Regions from separate parts of the Mus musculus genome. Here all the other regions are linked to region 5. The links are chromatin contacts, called in public HiCAR-type, HiChIP or PLAC-seq and promoter capture Hi-C maps. All regions are on one chromosome and are shown on one strand. The core of a region is the stretch at or near the end of the contact, and the rest is flanking DNA. Distances in the headings are between cores, read along the strand shown. Region 1 holds the start of Nova1 (NOVA alternative splicing regulator 1). Region 2 overlaps Ap4s1 (adaptor-related protein complex AP-4, sigma 1). Region 3 holds the start of Dtd2 (D-tyrosyl-tRNA deacylase 2). Region 4 holds the start of Hectd1 (HECT domain E3 ubiquitin protein ligase 1). Region 5 holds the start of Foxg1 (forkhead box G1).

Region 1 (2,700 bases), core at 23-2,522, 2.6 Mb after region 5:
GTGTGGAAGGGCTGAGGATCAGGATCCTGAAACCGCCCGAAGCTATGTAAGTCGTGGGTGCCCAGATGCCTTCATCTGTGTTTCGTGCAGTGTGTGAAGCTGCGTACACCCTCAGCTGTTGCCTCTTCAGTTTGCCTCCCGGGTCCCTGTGGAGACCACATATCGCTTTATTTATTTATATCCTGGCTTGCTCCCGAAAGCACATAAGGCGCCAAGACACAGTAAGTCCCCGACAGTGTCACACGGTGCGAGAAAGAAATCCTCTGATGACATCTCCTTTAGAAAACCGCCTCCCAGAGATGCTAATGAATGCCTTTTGCCGAACTCTCCGGGTCCCAGCTGGGTTTCTGGTCTCCTGCCTGAGCCGTCCACCCCTCCCCGCGGTCACTCAGACGCCCTTCCCGGACTAGCCCAAACTGTCACCACCAAGTCCCAGCTGGACCAGGATCCCGCCCGGCTCCCTCGCTCGGCTGTCATTGGCTGCTGCTGCCGTCACTCCCCGCACGGCTCCGCCTCCCCGCCTAGCGCGTTTTGTGGACCCCTGGGTTTCCGCGGCAAGCCGCTGACGTTTGCCTGAGCGGCGTTGCCTGGGCCCCGCGACCTTTCACCCCGCCTCCCCGCGGGAGCGCCCCGGCCCGCTCCGCGCCCCCGCCAAGCCCGCGCGCCCCCGCCAAGCCCGCGCGCGCCCGCCGCCCCGCAGGCGGAGACTCCGGCGCGGAGGCCGGCCCCGCGCGGCGCGTGTGGGAGTCGCGGCCCCTCGCGGCCCCCGCCCGCCGCCCCCCACGCGCGGGAGACACGATGAGCGCGGGCGGGCGGCAGCGGCGCGGAGCAGCGCAGGCGGCACACGCGCCCAGGCAGCGGCGGCGGCGGCAGCAGCGGGAGCGAGCGCCGCGTTAGCCGGGTCCGCCGCTCCGGCCGCCCGCGGCCGCTCCTCCTCCCGCTCATTCACTCGCCCTCCTCCCGGCCGCCCGCGCCTCCTCCGCTCATTCACTCCCGCTCTGCCCGCCGCTTTCTTCTCCTTCTTCACCCTCCGGCTCCCACACCCCCTCCATTCCCGCTCCTAGCCGACACTGCACTGCAGCTGCTCCGCGCCCTGCCCCCTCCCCAGTGAGCACATCAGCCACACTGCTCGCCGCCTCAGACTGCTATTGATCCGATTAAAGAAAAAAAAAAAAAAAAAAAGAAAAAAAAAAAAAAAACCTTAGCAACCCCAAACGAGAAAAAAAAAAAAAAAAGCCAAAACAAAAGGGAGCCGCTTCTCCCGGTGCAGCGGCAGGAACTGCAAGCATGATGGCGGCAGCTCCCATTCAGCAGAACGGGACCCATACGGGGGTTCCCATAGATCTGGACCCGCCGGACTCGCGGAAAAGGCCGCTTGAAGCGCCCCCTGAAGCCGGCAGCACCAAGAGGACCAACACGGGCGGTGGGTATCGCTTCCGCCTCCCGCCCCGTCCCCGCCGCCCTCCCGCGCCGTGGCCGCTGCCGCCGGCCGTCCCGCGCCCCCTCCCCTGCACCTGCCCCGGCCCCGTCTCATCAAGATGGCGACCCGGGGTTCTGAGCCGACCCGCTCGCCCCAGCCGGTGCTGGCCCCGGCGACAGGGTCCGCTCCCAGGGCCGCCCCCCGCGAGAGGTGATGGCCGCCTGAAGATGCGCGCTGCATTTAACAGTCTGATCAAATAAATAAATAAATGGCACTTGGGTAGCGGCTTGCAGATGCTGGGGGCACCGGAGACTTTTGCCTCTGTTCATCCCCTTGCTCTGGGCCACAAGTAGTATGCAAAATCTTGATGAGTGCATGCCCTGAGCGCACTTACATGGTCGGTACAAATATCGCATTGATTTGTCTTCAAGGGTATGCATACGAGGGGGGTGTCTGGTACGGTGACTTGTTAGTTAACATCCTGCGCTTCCTCGGAAGATGAGTTATAACGGGACCGCTATCGCTTCTTCATTTGCACTGGAGTCATCTTAACAATGCATCCAATGCATCGAAGCAGAGGTGAATTTATCTCCAGCATATACATTAGAAATGGATGGGGGTCTTGTGAGTGGCACATCGCAAAAAATTCGGAATACTCGTTCCCAGTAAAGAGCTGGATTTACCGCGAAGTTTCCTATTTAAGACGTGATCAGGTTGACGGAAACTAAAGTTTATGGAGTTGGCTTTATTTTCTGAAACATTTCATTTTTCTTTTTTTTTTTTCACGGCTCATCGAACCTCCCCCCGCCCCCGTCTCCGTTTTATGGTTCTTTTGGAGATGGAGCGTTATCTATTTGGTGACTTTGGAGTGTATTTAGAATAAATAACTCGTAAGCTTTTTAGTATTGGCAAGATTCTTCTTAAGGTCTTTTAATTAATGAGCTTAGCCGAGATCATAGTAGACTTAGAAGTGCCGCGGAAATACATCGGGATTACTTAGATTCTCAGTCCACCACATTGACGCTTTTTTTCCCCTTGGCAGTTTCTCACGGCTTGGAATACTCCCTACAGTTTGGGTGGACTATTTTGCAGGAAGATGGTTGTTTTGTATACTTAAAGTCGGATATAGCCAGTGATTAATTGCAGTCTTTTATGTTTGCTATGACAGACAAATTTAGCGGATCACTACTTACAGTGTTGGATTTTTTTTCATCTTCAGTATGTTAAGTGAAGGTTTGTCATGTTCTAAATCTCTGAAGTTTTGTTAAAGGGTCAGTTTC
Region 2 (2,700 bases), core at 128-2,627, 2.4 Mb before region 5:
TTAACTTGGTGAAGCTCTTCCGGGAAAGCTAGAGGAAGAAGAGGGCACTGGCAGTGAGGAACTAGAAAACTAGACTCCCTGAGAATCCTTTCATCTGAGCATCTAATTATGGAGCAAGATGGTTGCCATGGTTGGATGTTTCTTAATTTTACATTTGAAACCTGAGATTCTGTTTTTAAAGAGCTGTTTGAAAAAAAAGAAACAACTGCTTCAAAGGAAAAACTTCATTGGACAAATTGGTGATTAGAAACACCAGTGAGTTTATAATTAGTGAATATTTGCCAAACAAATCATTGCCTGACATTGTTCAATTCCTGATATTCAAAGTCTCTATTGTACTTGTTCAGTGAAGTCTGAATACAGAGAATGGGACAGCCTGTGAATGACTTCAGTTTCCATTAGACTCTGTTAACATCTCATTAAGTTCTGTGCAAATAGCCCTCTAGCAGAATAAACTTTTTCAGGAGCCGATGGGAACTGTCCCTAAGTGACCCAGAAAAAAAAAAAAAAACCTTTGCTCTGATATACCTATTAATAATATCTTCCAATTATATAGATGATTGCTTTGTCCTAGGCCAAAGTAGGACTGGAATGAAGTTAGGTTCAGCTCTGTTCATCAGAACCAGTGGCCAGAGTTTCTAAGCTACAAAATGGGAACCCAGTCAGGCAAATTGAGCTGAAGCTGGGCTTGGGTGCAGCTCAGTGGGCAGTGCTTGCCTGGCTAGCGCTTGTGACACCCTGGGTTTGATCCCAGCGCCCTCTAAACTAGGAGCAGGAATGCACACCTGTAATCTCCACTCTGGGGAGGTGAGGACAGGAAGGATCACAAGTTCAAGGTCATTTTCCACCTCAAAGCAAGCTAGAGGCCTGCCTGGGATAGACAGCAGCAGCCTGTCTCAAAAAATAAAAAGAAGGTAAGCAGCTCGGGTGGCTGAATGAAACAGGCCCTTGGGCTCTGTAGGCATGGAGAGCAGTGGGCTTTAATGGCTTATTTTCCTGGTCTCTGTATCAGGAAATCCCATTTTATCTGTTTAAATTGTCTCACTGATCAAACTCCTACATCTTCAGCAAAACAAACAGCCGTTGTTTGGATGTCTCCTTGAACAACTGCGGAGTGTTCTGAAACTCGAATCAGACTTTATTGCTGAAGCATATCAGCCACTGGCACCCCCACATTGCAAGGACAAGGTCCTGTGGCGAGCCTGTCTTTCCCAGCCTCCTGGAAACACGAGTGAGCCAGTGAGGTCATGTCTTGTGAGCTCACAACTGCCTGGCTATCTGGCTGGAGTCCTAACGAGCAAACCCAGACCGGATCTCAATGCAAAGCAAAGGCCTGACATCTGACGGCTCCCTGCAGTCACATGCCTCCTTTAAAATAGGAATCCAGCTGTTGTTCATATCTTGATTTGGATTATGAGCAACTTGTACACACTGGTGGAGCCAAGATTAGTAGTGTTTGGGCCATATGCCAGGGACCAAAAATGTATCCTATATGCCAAGCCTATATATCAAGGCAATAGACACAGGCAAATAGTTCAGCTCTGGCATTTGGAACAGGAGGAAGCAAGAATGAACTGGACTGTGGTCCATTAATTCAAGCAACCAGGGAAAGAACTTCCTTCAGCCTGGGTTGAACATGACTGACCCTGAAGACCACATACAACTTTACTAAATCCCAGGTTTCTCAACATGGAAACCCAAGAACATGGATTTCTAAGGAAGGCAAACTGTAACAGAACACTAGATGTGACCTACACACAGAGCTGATCTCCTGCTCCTAAAACATCGGCTTCTTCTATGTTTTATTTTCCTGATTAGGATCTTAGGTGGCCTCACTTGCCTTGAGCTTGCTATGGTAGTTGGAGATGGCCTTGACCTCCTGACCCTTCTGCCTCTGCCTTCCCACATACTCAGTCCTACAGGATTGTTAAATAAGAATATGGTGTGTTAATCGTCTTTAGTAAGTGAAAGAATGGAACAAAACAGGTCAAATGGAATTTCAGAACAACTGCAAGGCACAGCCCAGCCTAGACACCAAAATCACTTCTTCTAGGGAGATGGAGAGATGGCTCAACAGTTAAGAACACCACATAGCAGTTCACAAACATCTGTAACTCTAGAGCCAGGAGATGTGAAACCCTCTTCTGAACTCCTTTGGGTGTTAGGGACAGATGTGACACACAGAAATACATACAAACAAAACACCCAAATGCATCAAATCTAAAAAAAAAAAAAAATTTAAAGTATGAATATAAGCTGTGGGTTTGTCTGTGTTTCTTACTAGCTTGCTTTCCTGGGGTTGACGCAGAGCCTTAGGAATGCTAGGCTAGTGCTCACCCAGTGGACCACGCCCAGCTCAGCACCGGGGGAGACGAGCCCTAACTCCTGCTGCTTCGTGAAACTTGTTACTACTTTTGACTAACATAACCAAGACGCAAGGGACAACGTGAGTAGGACGAGACAGAGAGAGGGCTTTGGAAGAGATAGTAGCAGAAGGAGTGGTACCTTGGATGTCAGAGAACACATGCAAAGCTAAGAGCTGGGGGTGGTGCGTCACAGTCAGCACTCGGGAGGATGCTGTGAGGCGCTTATTCCACATAGGGCGACTGAGGTGCTCAGTCTCAGGGGGACGGTTTGCTCAGTGGACACCACTGCACCAAGGGGACTGGAGTGAGGGTTTCAACAAGCCAGAACTCCTGA
Region 3 (2,700 bases), core at 52-2,551, 2.6 Mb before region 5:
CCAGACTGGTCTCGAACTCAGAAATCCGCCTGCCTCTGCCTCTGGAGTGCTGGGATCAAAGGTGTGTGCCACCACTGCCCAGCTATAAAATGATTTTCATTGCTACTTTATCACTGTAATTTTGCTACTGTTATAAATAAAATGTAAATCTCTGTGTTTCCCAATAGTCTTTGTAAGACACCGAAGCTGGGCCGCCACTCAAGTCCCGGGATGAGCTGGCCAGCACCCCAGTGACCCGAGAGAAAACCACACCTGATGCAAACTGCAAGAGGTTTTATTATCAGTTAGCTGAGGACAAAGTCCCTCTGCCATGCAGGGCAGGGGAGTTTGACCCTGAGCAGTGACAGTAGGGGGCTTTTAACAGCTAGCTGAGGAATTGGGAGGAGTTGGGAGGAGAGTTGGGAGGAGTTGAGAAGAGTTGGGAGGAGTTGAGAAGAGTTGGGAGGAGTTGGAAGGAGTTGGGAGGAGAGTTCTTCTCTTCCAGGTGTCCTTGGTGAAATTTACAAGGCAGGAGTGAGGAGTGAGTTCTTTCTGAATTTTTATCTCCCGTGTCCTCGGCACAGGAAGGCAGGCATCTCTGGTTGTAAAGTATAGAAACAAAAAGGCTTTTTGCTGGCTATAGTGAACAAAGAGCTTCTTTCTGGCTGTATTTTTAGAGATCAGGGAAAACAAGCTTGGGGAACGTCCCAGGGGCTTTACCTTCCAGGGAGAAATGCTCTAAATCGGGGTCCCACATCTTAGGTGCTCCCTTCTATAGTTGCATCTGTCCCCCACCCACAGGTTAAGTTCCCTCTCTGCCTGCTTTGAGATCAATTGATCTCATTCTAGTTATGTCTTTATAATAAATATAGAATGGATTTAACTCTGACTTACATTCTTTCCAATACCTGGAAACCTAAGCTTTCTGAAATGAAAAATATTTCTTCAAAAGCTATGAAGCAGGTAGCAGAGCAGGATGGGGTGGGGTGGGGCTGTGGGCGGGCACACATGTAATTCCTGCAATTGGGAGAAGGAGTTCAGTTCAAGGTCAGCCTCAGCTATGTGGTTATTGCGACCAACCCCGACTCTATGAGACCCTACCTCCAAAAACAAAACTAAAAACGAGGCATTCGAGGATGAGATTAGGTTAAAGAAGGAGGGAGAGAAGGAGAGACAGAGATCTCTAAACAAAAACCCTCCAAGAGACTGAAGCTTCAAAGCTCCAAAGCTGGTCAATTCCACATCCGGGACTCCGGAGAGCCAGGCGGAGGCCCCGCCCACTTAGGTGGGGCCACGAGCAGTGGGAGGCGCCTACCCGAGCATGCGCAGTGCGGACCCGCGCCATGGCGGACGGTGGTCGTGTGGCCCAGGCTCGTGCGCTCCTGCAGCAGTGCCTGCACGCTCGCCTGCAAGTGCGCCCGGCCGATGGAGACGCCGCGGCGCAGTGGGTGGAGGTAACGCCCGGCCCTATCCGCGGAACCGTGCCGGTCTTCCTGTCATCTTTCGTGAGATGAAGAGCTTGTCCCTTTCCGTCTGCCCACTTTAGTGGGCTGCCTAGCTGTCTCTTTGGACTTGGCGTCTGGTGGTGGCCTGTGCCCCACTGGTTCGCTCTGCAGCTCTCAGCCTGCGGATGATCTTTCTGCCTTAGTATATTAAGTGTTGAGGTAACAGCGTGAGCCATCTCGCTTCTCAGAATTTTCAGGGAATCTCACCGCCAGTAGATCCTTAGATTCCATTATCCCGCAATGCGGGGCTGCTCACCACCACCTGTAACTCCAGCTCGGTCGGATCTGATGGCCTCCTCTAGGCGGGACAGACACCTGCCGTTGTACACAGACACACAAGTGCACATAGTTAAACAAAAATCTTTTCCCAGGTAATTCAAGTATGAGTGCAGAGCTAGCTATATTTACACAGAAAACCATTAGAACCAGAAAGATATAGCTGAACGTAATGTCGCTAACAGTTAAATTGAGTCTCAAACATGTATAAAGCTTTGGAAGTTAAAGCATGAAATATAACTGTGTGTCTGCCTTCCCATTTATTTTTATGTAGCATTTGATAAACACCTGGGTTGTATTTACTGTGAGCTCAGCGCTGTTTTAAGCAGTTTGCAGTTATTAATTCATTTAATCTTTGTGGTGGCTTCTGAATCAAGTGAGCCAAGGAAATTAACATACAATCGATTCCCTCAGTGGTAGCAACGAAGTCATTTATCACTTGTTTATTTTCTTGTAGACTGTCTTACAGGAACTAGTAAACAAATATTCAAGTCATTATGTAAAATGAGAAGGTGTATATTCCTGATAACAACCAACCTTTTCCTACAGAACTTATCATAAATGTAATTTTCAAAGCCCAATCATTGGGTTTTCTTCAGGCATTGACCACGGTAACAGAAAAAGCAACTGAACAGTTCCTGGAATTTGTAAAAATAAGACAAGACCCCATGTAGAAATACCACTCTGTTTAAATGACTTAGGGGAAAATACAAAGTAACATCAGAGGACACTACTAACACTGTTGCTTATTCAACAGCCCCATGTGGGAAAAGGAGGATCATTTGATGTTGAATAAATCAGCCTGTAACTTTCTGTGGGCCTGGCAGAATTTGGGGGAGGCTGTCTGAAAACTGCTGGCTCAGTAGAAATAAATGCAGGCATGGTTTGTAATCTTCACCCCTTTTGACTGTAAATAAGCATGGTGCTTAAGACTTGGCAA
Region 4 (2,700 bases), core at 144-2,643, 2.4 Mb before region 5:
GAATTAAATGGGCTCCCAAGCCAGGTGTTAGCATACTTGTTAGCATACTCAGGAAGGAAGCCCTCTTGTTAGCATACTCAGGAAGCTGAGGCAGGAGGATATTGACTTTAGGCCAGCCAGGGTTACATAAGCATACCCACTTCAAAACAACAAGAAAAACAAAAAGTAAAAAACAAAACCAAATAAAAAAATCCAGTACAACAAAACAAAACAAAACACAACACAACACCAAATAAATGAGCTACCAAGCTATAAAAACTCACAGAGGATCCTTAAAGAGTGTTAGTGAATAATTCCAACTAGAAACGATATTTTGGAAAGGGCAAAACCATAAACAAAGAGATCAGTGGGAACTCTCTGTCCTTAGCCCTACCTGGCCAGGAACACATGATACAGAACAGGGTAGCCATAACTTATTCTCTGTACTTTCTGTTCAATTTGCTGTGGATCTAAAACTCTTCTAATGAAAACTTTTCCGGGTGTCTCTAATGTGCCGCCAGGGTTGAAAACTACTAGCCTCGGTCTTTGCATACAGTTCTTTCCTAAAATTAGGTATCTACTGCTATTTTGTTGTTGTTGTTCAAAGGATGAGTTCAGTATGGAGTCTTTTTCTTCCTCTTTTTCTCTCCCTTGGCTGCTCCTTCTTCATCACCACCGTCGCCGCCCTGTAGCCCAGACAAGTCTCGACCTCATTTTGTAGCCAAGGATGACCTTGAACTCCAGCCTCCAGTTCTCTAGTGTCACGGTTACGTGAGGACTCCACTAGCAGCGGCTAGTATTTGATTTTTCAACGCCCATGAAATAAAAGTTTGACGGGAATAACTACGGAAGTACAAGTGACCACGAGCCGAAGGCAACTGTGTGGGAAGTCCTCGATGCTGGCTGCTTCCCGGGACTCCACGGTGGGCAGGCAGGAGGCACGAGTTCCCGCAGCCGTCCTGGTCCCATCTGCGCCGAGGCGATAACGCCCGGCTGCGCAGCGCTCGCCGAGTTCCCAGGCTCGCTGGGAAGCGTTCTGGTAAACCGCTGGCTTTAAAAGTCCGGAGGAGGGGGTGACCCGGGCACGCCGAGCGCCTGCGAGACGGTGGCCTCCGTTCCGCAGGACTCCGGAGCGGCTCGCGCCGGGCGAGACGGGCGGAGCGTGCGCGGAGCAGCTGCTGGCGGCGCGCGCGGATTGACAGCGCGGCGACTCGGGCGCCGGGAGGCCGGGCTGAGGAGAGCCGTAGCCGACCGCCGAAGGAGCCCGGCGCCCCCCGTCGTCGCCCCGTGCCGCGGGGTCCGGCCTCCGCAGCGCCCCAGGTGGCCGCGGGCAGGGCGGCCGGGAGGCGTTCGCTCCGCCTCCGCCGGCGCGGCCTTCACCAGCCTCCCCGCCCGGCGCTCGGCCGACCCTTCTCCTGCCCCCGCCCGGCTGGCGATGGACGCGGCGTCTCCCCGCTGCCGCCGACGGCCCCGCGCGGACCTGGCTCTGAACCGCAGGGTCTGAGGAGCCGCGTGCTGGGGTCGGGACCCGCGCTGGCTGCCGCCGCTCGGGGGAGCCTCTCGCTTCCTTGTCACCGGGTCCCCGCGGAGGAAGGGGAGGGACGAGACACGGCTTTTCCTGTGCCGCCTGCCTGGCTCGACCTGCGCGGCCTGCGGTTTCCTAGGAACTCGAGGGCCGCGGCCGGGCCAGGCTCTGCCCGCGGCCTGCTTGGAGCTGGACCGGAGCTGTTTGGTACGGCGAGCCAGGGTAAGAGCCTGCGGTCAGGGTAGGCGGGGGCGCTAGGCGCTGTCGGCAGGCTGGGCCTGCGCGAGGATCCGGGCCGCCGAGTCCAGCGGCGGGCGCGGAGCTGGACCCCAGCGCGGTGAGGTCGGTCTTCCGCCGTCGCCTCTGCGTATCGGGCCCTTTGTTCCCCTCTCCGGGCCTTACGGGGCTTGGCTTGTTGGCTTCGGAGCTCCGGCTACGCGCTCCTTGTCCTTGGTAAGGCTCAGCCGCCCGGCGGGGACCGGGGACGTCCCGCTGGGCCTCCGAGTTCCGGGAGACCCGCACCCCAGCCGCTCGGCGGCTTCCTCTTGAGCTCGCAGGTTTGCTGCTTCTCTAGAACTTCGCCCTCCGCCCGGAGGCAGGTAGCTAACTTAGCCAGGTTGGCTGTCAGCGTCGCGGCTCCGGCCTTGATCAGGCCGAGGACGATGGGGCAGCCCCGCCGGGCGCGGCCGATGGGTGCCCACCGCGACCCGCCTCTAGGTTCCCACACCGGCAGGTGGATTGCGTGGGACGCAACGCTGTCCTTTGGTCGGGCATCTAGAAGCTTTTGTAATGACTTGCCTGCCTAGACTACTTCTCAAAAAATTTTTTACATAAAAACTAACTGCCCCATCCTATGGGAGAAAGAATGTCTGCCTGTCTGTCCGTCTGCCTGGGGGGGGGTGGTAACCTGTTAGTTGTATTTACTTTAGCATCAAGCCCCCCCCCCAAAAAAAAAAAAGTTTTAAGAACATTTGCCTAGATTACCAGAAGTTCTTATCAGTATTTACTTCCGCATAGGTAGATTTCATATCTAATTACTGTTTGTATTTGGGCATATTTTAGGAGTAAGTTTGAGAATTCAAAACTCGTGAGAAGGGAAATTCAATCCGAAGAAGAATTGGATTGGAAAGTGGTCTTTAAAACTACTGGATCTGACCCGTATCTGAAGCTCCGATTTTTGGTGGAGTTTGGGGGGA
Region 5 (2,700 bases), core at 22-2,521:
GAGAGAGAAAGAGAGAGGGAGAGAGAGAGAGAGAGGGAGAGGAGATAGAGAGAGAGAGAGAGAGAGAGAGAGAGAGAGAGAGAGAGAGAGAGAGAGAGAGAGAGGGAGGCTAGAGGCAGAAGCAACCCGTCGCCCGGGGTGCAGCGCCCCGCTCCGTTCCGCGCCCGGCCTCCCCCTCCCCCGCTGCCTCCTCCTCCTCGCGCCGCAGCAGTCACAGCAGCAGCAGCGGCAGCCCGAAGGGGGGGAGAGCCGGGCGGCGGGCGGGCGCGTCCCGGAGCGGCCGCAGCGAGGCTAGGAGACAGCGATCGAGGCAGCTATAGCCACAATTAATTTTCCGAGCTACAGGCGCACACTAGGGCTGTAAAAAAATTTTTGGTTTAACCTTTCCTACTGCCGAACCAATCAGTGCCGCCGGCGTGCAGGAGCGTCTGGCTAGCCGTCGACCAATCGGGGGCCCAGGGCCCGCCCATCCCCGCCCCGCCCCGGCCCCGCCCCCCGCTCACCGCCCCCTCCGGGTGGCGGGGCCCAGGCCTGGAGCCGCGGGGACCGGCGGGAGATCGCCCACCCGGCCAGGATTAGCGTGGGGCGTGCGCCCCGGGCCGCGGCCGCTCGACTGTGGCCTCCTCCCTGTATGGGATTATTTTCCTTTGCGCGTCAATATTTATCCTTATTGATTAAAGTTTGTATCCAATTTTGTCTGGAAGAGCGGGGCGGGGGGCGCGGCGGAGGGGCGAGCTGCGAGGGTGCGGGAGAGGGCGTGAACCCTGGGGACGCGGCGGCCCCGGCAGCGCCCTGGGAGCGAGCGGGCCAGCAAGCTCCGGAGAGCCGGGCATCGGGGGAACGGGGCCTGGAAGGTGGGGCGGGGGCGGCCACGGCCAGGCCGGTACTTACAGCTTCCTGCGGCCCGCGGCGAGCTCGGCTGTGAAGCTGGGCTGAGGGCGGCGAGCGGGGGCGGCTGAGCGGTGGGTGCGTTCTGTGGAGGCCTTCCACGCACGCGGGCGGGCGGGCGGAGAGCTGCCCCGGGCGAGCACAGACCCAAACAGTCCCGAAATAAAGCAGGTAACACGTGTGTTCTCCCTCCGTCTCGCTTCACTCCCAGAGTCGCGCTCACGCGCGGGTGACCCGGTGGCAGTTGTCTCCTCGGGCACTCCACCTCCTCTTCAGCTTCTAGGCAGTACTGGAAGCCGGTAGCCGCGATCGATCATCCTGGAAATATTTTCATTTTGCTTGACATTGAAGAAAATATGAGTGGGCGTCTACTTCCGTTTTTTTTTTTTTTAAATCCTATGTTTGCTCCTTTTTCCCATTTCACAAATACTTTATCTCTTTAAAACCTCAATCTTGAAACACCAGTAGGGCGAAATCAGCTCTTACCCTTCTTGGATGCTGCTGGAATGCTCTGGGGAGCCCAAGGAAGGTGGATTTGACAGTCCTAGCTTCTGGGGTTTGGGGGATGGTTTGGTGGGGAGGTTGAAACGAGTGGGTAGCTTGTAATTCAAGGCCTTTAAAAAGATCGCGGCCAGGGCCAGGGCCAAGGCCCAGCATTTCCCAGGGATTGGAATTTAGTGCGGAGCACACAGATCACAAATCCTCACTGGCTCAAAGCGCGCCACGTTGTAAGCAGAGGCCGTAGCCAGAGAGGAGAGGGAGGTGGAGACACATAGGTCACGAGTATCTTTCCCCTCCTCTTTAAGGTAAAATACTCTACCCATGCCAGCATTCATTTTGATGAGCTCTTAGCTAAATGATCTCTCAGTCTTGATATAAAAAAAAAAAAGGAAGGAGAAAAAACAGGGCCTATGTGTGGTACTAAAATCTACCAGAAACATGCAATACTCAAAATAATAGGGAGTTATTCTGATGTTCTCACCCCCCAAATTTGAAATGGGGCGCAGAAAGAGGGGAGGGAAAGAGAGGGAAACGCTAGCGAAAATTATCCACAATTACAAATAGCTAGCAAATTTTATATCTATTGGAGTGTTGTAAGAGATCTTTGATTATTTGTCCCCAAATATCCTTCCACTGCTTGGATCTCTTCCTACATATCCGCTGACTTTAAAACAAGCTATGCATGACGGAAAAGGCCAGGGTTCTAGCAATCAGCTTTGCAAAACACATTGGTGCCAAAGGTTGATTTCTAGGCTTGGGGTTTCTCACGGAGCCTGGCGACGTGATGAGCTTTGCCAACCTAGCTAGAGAGATCTGTGAGCCTGGGTTGTCTTGTTCATTTCCCTTCCCACTCTTTTCTCCTCCTCAGGCCCATTTTCCCTGGTGGTTCCTCAATGCGCTTGCCTTCCTTCCTCCTCCCCTCTCCCTTCTTCCCCTTTCACTAACCCACCCCTTCTCCCTCCCTCCTTTCCTCTCCCCTTCACTCCTCCACCTACTCCTCCCCATCCCCCAGCCCCCCTTCTCACCACCGCTTATAATGGCTCCCGGGGCTCCCTCAGAGGTGGACGGCCCGGTACGTTTTCGTAGTCGGTCTAGCGTGAAATGATTCGGTGTAACCGGATTCTTGGGAAAGGACAGGTTACGTAAACATTTACTGATGTGGAGTAACTATACTATTTGTACTCTGATATGCAGGAAGGAAAGTGTTGATTAACACAGAAGAAAAAAAAGCGAAATTAGCTGATTGCATGCTCATAAGTGCAAGCTGTCATTGAACTGCTTTTAAAATAGACACAGCTGGGTGTTTGTGTT

Evidence for each region. Promoter capture Hi-C pulls out the DNA fragments that hold promoters and counts their contacts. HiCAR-type assays count read pairs that join an accessible place to other places. HiChIP or PLAC-seq counts read pairs in DNA pulled down with a chosen protein or histone mark.
Region 1: a contact with region 5 is called in a HiCAR-type map of astrocytes, with 2.7 times the contacts expected there. The contact joins the promoter of Nova1 here to the promoter of Foxg1 in region 5. A contact is called at or near these places in 1 of 484 Hi-C or Micro-C datasets (embryonic stem cells), 1 of 115 datasets of contacts at active chromatin or transcription factors (astrocytes) and 1 of 9 other capture datasets (liver).
Region 2: a contact with region 5 is called in a promoter capture Hi-C map of embryonic stem cells, with 4 times the contacts expected there. The contact joins the enhancer-like site here to the promoter of Foxg1 in region 5. A contact is called at or near these places in 4 of 39 promoter capture datasets (cranial neural crest, embryonic stem cells, hippocampal neurons and 1 more), 3 of 484 Hi-C or Micro-C datasets (cerebral cortex, cortical neurons and embryonic somatosensory cortex) and 6 of 115 datasets of contacts at active chromatin or transcription factors (the NIH/3T3 cell line, astrocytes, embryonic forebrain and 3 more).
Region 3: a contact with region 5 is called in an H3K4me3 HiChIP or PLAC-seq map of embryonic forebrain, with 2.4 times the contacts expected there. The contact joins the promoter of Dtd2 here to the promoter of Foxg1 in region 5. A contact is called at or near these places in 2 of 39 promoter capture datasets (cranial neural crest and hippocampal neurons) and 2 of 115 datasets of contacts at active chromatin or transcription factors (astrocytes and embryonic forebrain).
Region 4: a HiCAR-type map of astrocytes shows a contact between it and region 5, with 7 times the contacts expected there. The contact joins the promoter of Hectd1 here to the promoter of Foxg1 in region 5. A contact is called at or near these places in 1 of 484 Hi-C or Micro-C datasets (embryonic stem cells) and 1 of 115 datasets of contacts at active chromatin or transcription factors (astrocytes).

Annotation. Positions count from the first base shown.
Region 1 is chr12:46,817,339-46,820,038 of GRCm38.p6, reverse strand. Nova1 (NOVA alternative splicing regulator 1) reads left to right here and starts at 1,272. Exons shown (of 5, transcript NM_021361.2): 1 at 1,272-1,423. The coding sequence starts at 1,288.
Region 2 is chr12:51,734,663-51,737,362 of GRCm38.p6, reverse strand. All of the region lies in intron 5 of Ap4s1 (adaptor-related protein complex AP-4, sigma 1), which reads right to left. Among named protein-coding and RNA genes, the nearest start is that of Strn3, 44 kb to the right of the region's middle. Within about 2 kb of position 1,377, at least 107 of the 459 cell types and tissues checked have an H3K27ac peak or open chromatin away from gene starts, as enhancers often do. A contact at or near this core is called in the NIH/3T3 cell line, astrocytes, embryonic stem cells and 1 more, where this site is marked.
Region 3 is chr12:52,005,108-52,007,807 of GRCm38.p6, reverse strand. It overlaps Dtd2 (D-tyrosyl-tRNA deacylase 2), which reads left to right and starts at 1,301. Exons shown (of 3, transcript NM_029545.3): 1 at 1,301-1,433. The coding sequence starts at 1,323.
Region 4 is chr12:51,828,229-51,830,928 of GRCm38.p6, reverse strand. It overlaps Hectd1 (HECT domain E3 ubiquitin protein ligase 1), which reads left to right and starts at 1,393. Exons shown (of 43, transcript NM_144788.2): 1 at 1,393-1,726. Gm5785 reads right to left here. Exons shown (of 4, transcript XM_011244243.2): 1 at 2,661-2,700; 2 at 1,700-2,074; 3 at 374-1,639. The coding sequence ends at 788.
Region 5 is chr12:49,381,578-49,384,277 of GRCm38.p6, reverse strand. It overlaps Foxg1 (forkhead box G1), which reads right to left and starts at 1,271. Exons shown (of 2, transcript NM_008241.2): 1 at 892-1,271. It overlaps Gm34304 (predicted gene, 34304), which reads left to right and starts at 2,450. Exons shown (of 2, transcript NR_168648.1): 1 at 2,450-2,461.